Linked DNA regions of Mus musculus: region 2 is linked to region 1. The links are chromatin contacts, called in public Micro-C maps. All regions are on one chromosome and are shown on one strand. The core of a region is the stretch at or near the end of the contact, and the rest is flanking DNA. Distances in the headings are between cores, read along the strand shown.

The links. A called contact is a pair of places that touch in the nucleus more often than the background predicts.
Region 2: a Micro-C map of embryonic stem cells shows a contact between it and region 1, with 2.5 times the contacts expected there. The contact joins the promoter of Sned1 here to the enhancer-like site in region 1. A contact is called at or near these places in 6 of 39 promoter capture datasets (3T3-L1-derived adipocytes, HPC-7-derived erythroid cells, cranial neural crest and 3 more), 2 of 15 datasets of contacts at CTCF or cohesin (CD8 T cells and the NIH/3T3 cell line), 19 of 484 Hi-C or Micro-C datasets (the NIH/3T3 cell line, the Patski cell line, bone marrow-derived macrophages and 7 more), 17 of 115 datasets of contacts at active chromatin or transcription factors (craniofacial prominence, embryonic fibroblasts, embryonic limb bud and 8 more) and 4 of 9 other capture datasets (adipose tissue, embryonic stem cells, liver and 1 more).

The regions. Positions count from the first base shown.
Region 1 is chr1:93,196,665-93,199,699 of GRCm38.p6, forward strand. Crocc2 (ciliary rootlet coiled-coil, rootletin family member 2) reads left to right here. Exons shown (of 32, transcript NM_001310428.1): 16 at 1,803-1,996. Among named protein-coding and RNA genes, the nearest start is that of Crocc2, 30 kb to the left of the region's middle. Within about 2 kb of position 1,462, at least 8 of the 459 cell types and tissues checked have an H3K27ac peak or open chromatin away from gene starts, as enhancers often do. A contact at or near this core is called in embryonic stem cells and stem cell-derived epiblast-like cells, where this site is marked.
Region 2 is chr1:93,234,304-93,237,338 of GRCm38.p6, forward strand. Sned1 (sushi, nidogen and EGF-like domains 1) reads left to right here and starts at 1,594. Exons shown (of 31, transcript NM_172463.4): 1 at 1,594-1,898. The coding sequence starts at 1,686.

The DNA of each region.
Region 1 (3,035 bases), core at 212-2,711:
CAGGCTTCTGTGTGTTTTCTGAACGTAAATTTTGTATCTTGGTTGTGTCTGTGTAGGAATCTCTCATATATATCAATACACTTTGTCAGATGTTCTGTGAATGTCTTTTCCAACTGGTATCTTGTCTTTCTGTTTTCTTAACAGTACTTTTTGCAAAATATACAACTTTAATTTTGTCAAATTTCTTTTACATTCTTAATCATTGTCTATGTTGCTGTGGTGGACTCATTAGTTTTGTTTGGTTTGCTTTGCTTTTGAGGCAGTAGCCTAGAACTCACGGTGTAGCCCACACTGGCCTCAAGCTTGTAGCAACCCTCCTGCCTTAACTTTCCCAGCTTCTGGGATTATATGCACTAAACAACCTTGCCAGACTTTTTAAAAAATCTTATGATCCATATTTCCTAGAACCTGTGGTTTACCTAGCCCAAGGACAAAGAGTTAGCCTTCCGTGTTTTCACGTGGCCTTAGCTGAGGTCTTCAGTCCATTTCATATCAATGTCACATGGATCTTTAAATATGTTACAACACAAGTCCTTTTGCTCATCTAAGATTCACTGAGTCAGACACTCGCCCAGAAAGACTTTGAGTCAGCCTCTGGGTGACTCCAATATCACCAGAGTGTGAAAATCACAGGTGTGCGGGATGGAGTGGTGCCGCAGACCCTCTGGATCCCTTTGTCTGTGTGGAACGGGTCTCTGGGGCAGGTGGGCAAAGTGTCAGAGGAAATGACAGACAGACCAACAGGAGAGATTGTGTAGAATCTGAATGTATTGTGTCAGGTCGAGCATCAAACTTTTTATACCAAAGGAATAACAAGAAACCAGGCAAAATACAATACACCAAGTTACAGTGACGCAATACAAAAGGAATGTATACATCAAAAGAAGGTGGGGACCAGGCTGCTGCCGCAAAAGAAGGGAGCCAGGTGCAAACTAGTCTATTGTAAAACCCACCACCAGGGGTTCTGCACTGGCAGATCTTATCATGAATACTGCAATACCCCAACACCTATTTCCTGGGTCTACAGAAGAATATACCAACTTGCTTTTAATATGCAATGTAGCCTGTACTGAAGATTTCTATCTCAGTAAGATTCCCTGGCTCTTTCTGCAGACCAGCTGAGCCACTGGCTCTGTCTATTGTAATGCTTAATTAGTAACTGAATAGGTAACTTCCTTTCTGCATTCCTGCCGGATTTCAAGCTCCGATTTCAAGCTTGCAGGCTACTGGGACCTTGGAACACTATAACAGAATTTAATCTTTAAAGGCATTTATAATAAAATATTAAAAGAGAGCTCGTAGATCCATACACCAGACTAACTCGGGAATAGAGTATGAGTATGAGAACACTAAAACTCCAGGAGGTGAGCTTCCTTGAAACTCTCTGCCTTGTAAGTGGCTTTAAGGCTTCACAGCCTGTCAAGCTGACTTGACTGGAGTGTGTGGCAGAGTGGAAATGCGCACTTGCTGTCTTTCAAGCCTGTCTTTACCTGTCCAGGCCCTGCTTCAAAGGCACTCTCATGTTTGGGCTGCCTTGCTGGATGAGTTACTTTCCAGGCACTGTGATAAAACAACTGACAGATTAAATGGTTTGAGTGAGGATATCCCCCCTTAGGCTCATATATTTGAATGCTTAGCCTCCAGTGAGTGGAGCTCTTTGAAAAGATTAGAAGGATTAGGAGGTGTAGCCTTCTTGGAGGAAGTGTGTTACTGGAAGTGGACCTCGAGGTCTCAAAAGTCCATACCAGGCAGCCTTCCCCACCCCTCTCTCTGTGGCACACGGTCCCTCTTTCCTCCCCTAGGTCACAAACAAGAAACAGGCCCTAGAGAAGCAGCTGGCACAGAGCCTGCAGGACCAGGAGGCCCAGATGGACATTCTGCAAGAAGCCCTCCATGAGAAGAACACACTGTCTGAGGAGCGGGCCCAACTACTGGCTAAGCAGGAAGCCTTGGAGAGACATAGCGAGCTTGTGACTAAGGAGGCAGCTGATCTGAGGTACCAGTGCAACCACTCACCAGGGCGCACTTCTCATGATCCTGCCCTCAGACAGCCCATGGTGTTATGACTGCAGAGGTACTATATAGGCACAGTGACATAGGGCAGGGTGTGTCTGCTGTGGGAATATGGTATGGGGTGTGTAGAGAAAAAACATTGTGCCTGTAAGGTGGTTCGGTATTAGATGAGGTGCCCTGGGGTCACCTTCCTGAAGACGGGGGACAACCCTGTCAAACCAGAAACCCAGAAACCCAGATCAGACCAGTAAAAGAAAGATACGCAATTTCTTCCTTAAGAATATGAGTTTGGGGTGGAGCTTCAGGTTGACTGTTTCCAGAGCTTCTACCACTTCAAGGACCCCTTTCCCTCTGCTGTGTGGCTCTGAGATTTCATTCCCAGGGAGACACCTAGAGGTAACAAGAGAGTCCATCTGAAATTTCTGTCTAGCAGATGTTTCCTAGCAGTCCTGGGAGCCAGAGGCATGTAGCTGTGCAATCTAGAGTAGGGTCCACCCATGGTCCGGACATGGAAGTAGGGGAATCCTCATAACCAACAGGGCAACAACCAAAACTGGAAATGTGCCCATGGAGGCGTAGCTTAGGCTGGTCCCATTGCCTCTGCAGAGACCCAAGGCTAGCTGGTGCCTTTTCTCCTCAAAGCCTTCTCAGTCCTGAAGGGCTTCCTGGAAGAGTCTCCTCTAGAACTCCAGATGCTAGGGCCGTGGGGAACTAGAAGGACCCAGACCTTCCACTGCTCATGACAGCCCTCTCTTAATAAAAGCTGGTGCACACATCCCAGAGGCAAATTTGGAGGAGGCTTCCCAGGTGAATGGGAGCAGAGGGGTCCTGGGTCCCGGAAACATATGAGCCTGGTCAGAGCCCTCCGAAGGTGGGATCCAGTCTTGACCTCTGGACCCAGAGGCATGGGTACATGGCAGCCCTGAAGACCCACCAGACAATGTGCCATGATGACCAGCAGAAGCCTTGGTGGCAGGGCTGCTGGGGGCATGCCTGATCCATACGTCTCTCCATTCACGGAG
Region 2 (3,035 bases), core at 344-2,843, 38 kb after region 1:
CCCAAGGGCTGATCGGTTTTTGTTTTGTTTTTGTTTTTGCTAGCCAGGGTTTCTTCATATAGCTCTGCCTATCCTAGAACTCACTCTGGCCTCAAACTCAGAGATCCACCTGCCTCCTGAGTGCTGGGATTAAAGTCGTCACCACGCCTGGCACCAGAGGCTGATCTTCTCTAGCCAACTGTACAGCAAAACATTTCACATCTCCAGCCTTGGCTTACCCCTCTGCCAATCAGGATCACTACACAAAGCTGGAGGGGTGGGACAGAGGAAGGCAAGCCATGTACCAGGTGTGGGGTAGACGTGGTCAGTGCAAACAAAAATGGTCTCCTTAAATTTGGTGCCTGGTCCCCGACGCTGAGGGTTGGGCGTATCACAGTGGTGAGTCTGCTAAGAACAGGATCTGTGTAAGCTAGGTACCCCTGACTGACACACGGAGAACTCTCTGCTATACTTGAAAAATAATATGCAATGTCCCTTGTGGAACTGAGACACAGCACATGCTTGTTAGAGAGATTTTGGGAAATCCAGAAAAATGCAAAGCCAGCACAAACCAGAATCTCCGGGGCAGCTGCTGCTACTTCTGTAGCTTTTCTTTTTCTTCCTTGCTTCTCTTTGAGAGGCAGCATCTTGTCTTTGGGGATCCCAGACTTGGCTTATAGTCACATTATCCAACAGTAGGATCTGGGTGCAGACAAGGTGGTGAGAACTGAGGCCCCCAAGAGGCGCCAAGGGGACACAGAAAAAGACCAGGTTGCACCCCTGAGGCAGGACAGCCACTTACAAAGCAATTCTTAAGAAGATCGAGAAAGGTTAAGGAGCCACAGCAACTAACTTGCCCCCAGGGCCTGGGTGACCAGCCTACCCCGCAGGTTTCCCTAACATTGTCCAGCTGTGCTGCATGACTGATCCCATAGGGGAAAGTCCTTACACGAGAGAAAGCTAAGTAAGTCTTCGAGTCTCCCAGACCCAAGGTTCATCCTCAGTGAAACCAGAAAAGGAATAGACCCTAGGACAGGTTTCAGCTGGTTCTGAAAGTTGATGTCCTAACTTAGGGCTGGGGTGTGGCCACGCAAGGTTTGTGTAAGTGTTGTAGGGAGAAGTGGCCCAGACTGGCATTCTGTCAGGAAAAGCCAGATGCTCTGGCCTGACAGGGACCCCAGAGGACACACAGGAAGCCTGTTCAAAATCAGGCCTTAGGGCAACAAGTCAGCTTCAGAACTGCTGGGTTTGCCCACGCTCCTCCTGTGGGCAGGCCTTAAGCTGGTGACAGGAGACTGTAAGTCCTCACCTCAACATAGCCCAAATGCAAGAGAGCAAAAGGGCCTCGGTTTGGAGGTGGAGCCAACCCAGTACTAGTTCGGCTTTAATGAGCCTCGACACAGAAGGGCCTGGGAGCTACGCTCCGCTCCCGCACCCTCCCACTCCGCGGACCAGCAAGTTAAAAATGCCACTATTTGCATGACCCCGCCTCTCCCCGCCCCTCCCGAGTGGCCGGCTGGGCAGGCTATTTAAACCCCGGTCCCCGCGTTAGGCAGGCGGTCCGCAGTCGTGCCTCACGCCTTCCTAAGCTGCGCGGGTCTCCGGAGTGCGACGCGAGCTAGCGGAAGGGAACTGTGCGGCCAGTCGGTCGTGCGGTGACTGCAGCCACCTGCCCGAGCCCCGTGGCCCGCCCTCAGATCCCGGCGATGCGCCTCGGCGCCGCCTGGGCGCTGCTGCTGGCCGCAGCCCTGGGGCTCGGGACGCGCGGGGTGCGCGCTGCCGTGGCCCTCGCCGACTTCTACCCGTTCGGCACGAAGCGCGGCGACACCGTCACCCCGAAGCAGGACGACGGCGGCTCAGGGCTGCAACCACTCTCGGTGCCCTTTCCGTTCTTCGGCGCCGAGCACTCCGGACTCTACGTGAGTAACCCCGAGCTCGAGGGGGCTCCGGGGAGGGCGCCGCTGCCCTCCACCCCAACTCTTGCCGCTGCCGCCGCCAGCAACTTGGCACCGCGGCAGCCAGAGGTGGAATGAGGACAGCGCTTCCTCTCTCCCGCGGCCAAGGCCGGACAGCGACTGGCGGGAGAGGCGTGGGCAGGGCGGGGCGAGCAACCGCCAGGGCACCTAGGCGACAGCCAGGCCAGCGGAACGCGGCGCGCCCCTGCTGCTCAAGGCCCGACCTGTTTGGGACGTTGGCAGAGTTCGACAGGCTTCCGCAGAGCTGCGGGTCCCCCAGTGCCTAGTGGGGAGCCTTCGATCCTGTTCCTTCACAGTGAGCTATGTGGTAGTAGGCACATGGCCTCTGGCCACAGTTACCCTAGTGGGGTATCTGGCTTGTGATGGTCTCAGCCCTCTCTAAGCCATTTCAACCTCACCCACAGTTAACACCCAAGGCCCACAGCCAGAAGGAATTCGGGCATGATTTGCTTAGTTGCAGGAGACCTGCGCTGGGCAGGGCTGGCAGCTAGGGGCAGTGTAGAGGGGCTTACCCCTTCCCCTCCCCATCTTAGTCCCCTGGAGGTTGGCCACCAAGATCAGACCCTCTAAACAGGGCTCCCAAGGGTAATTCCTCACTCCAGCCCCAGACACGAATGCTGGAGAGGTCTCAGTGGATTGCAGAACCTGAGTGCCAGCCTCCATGTTCTCAGGGTCTGACCCTGCGCCAGTCACCTGTGCACAAAGGGATGATCTGTAGTGAAATGAGCCTCCTGAATTACTCAAATCCACTTAGAAACGCCAGAGCCAACGTAGTCTATAGTTAAAGCACCATCTTCTCACACACCCTCTGCCGAATCCAACACCAATCACCATTAGCTCTACCAATGATTTTGCCATTAGTGCCACCACATCCACTATCACCGCCTCCACTGGCACACTCACCTCCGCCATAAGCACTGCTGCCTTCAGCCGCCATACTGTCATCCCTACCATCTTGAACACTGCCTCCATCACCAGCCACGTGGTCTGCATTGCCATCCTCCTGGCCACCACTGTCCACGGGGCCTATTCACCGCCACCACCATCTCCAGAACCCTGTACCCCACAGTGACAAACATC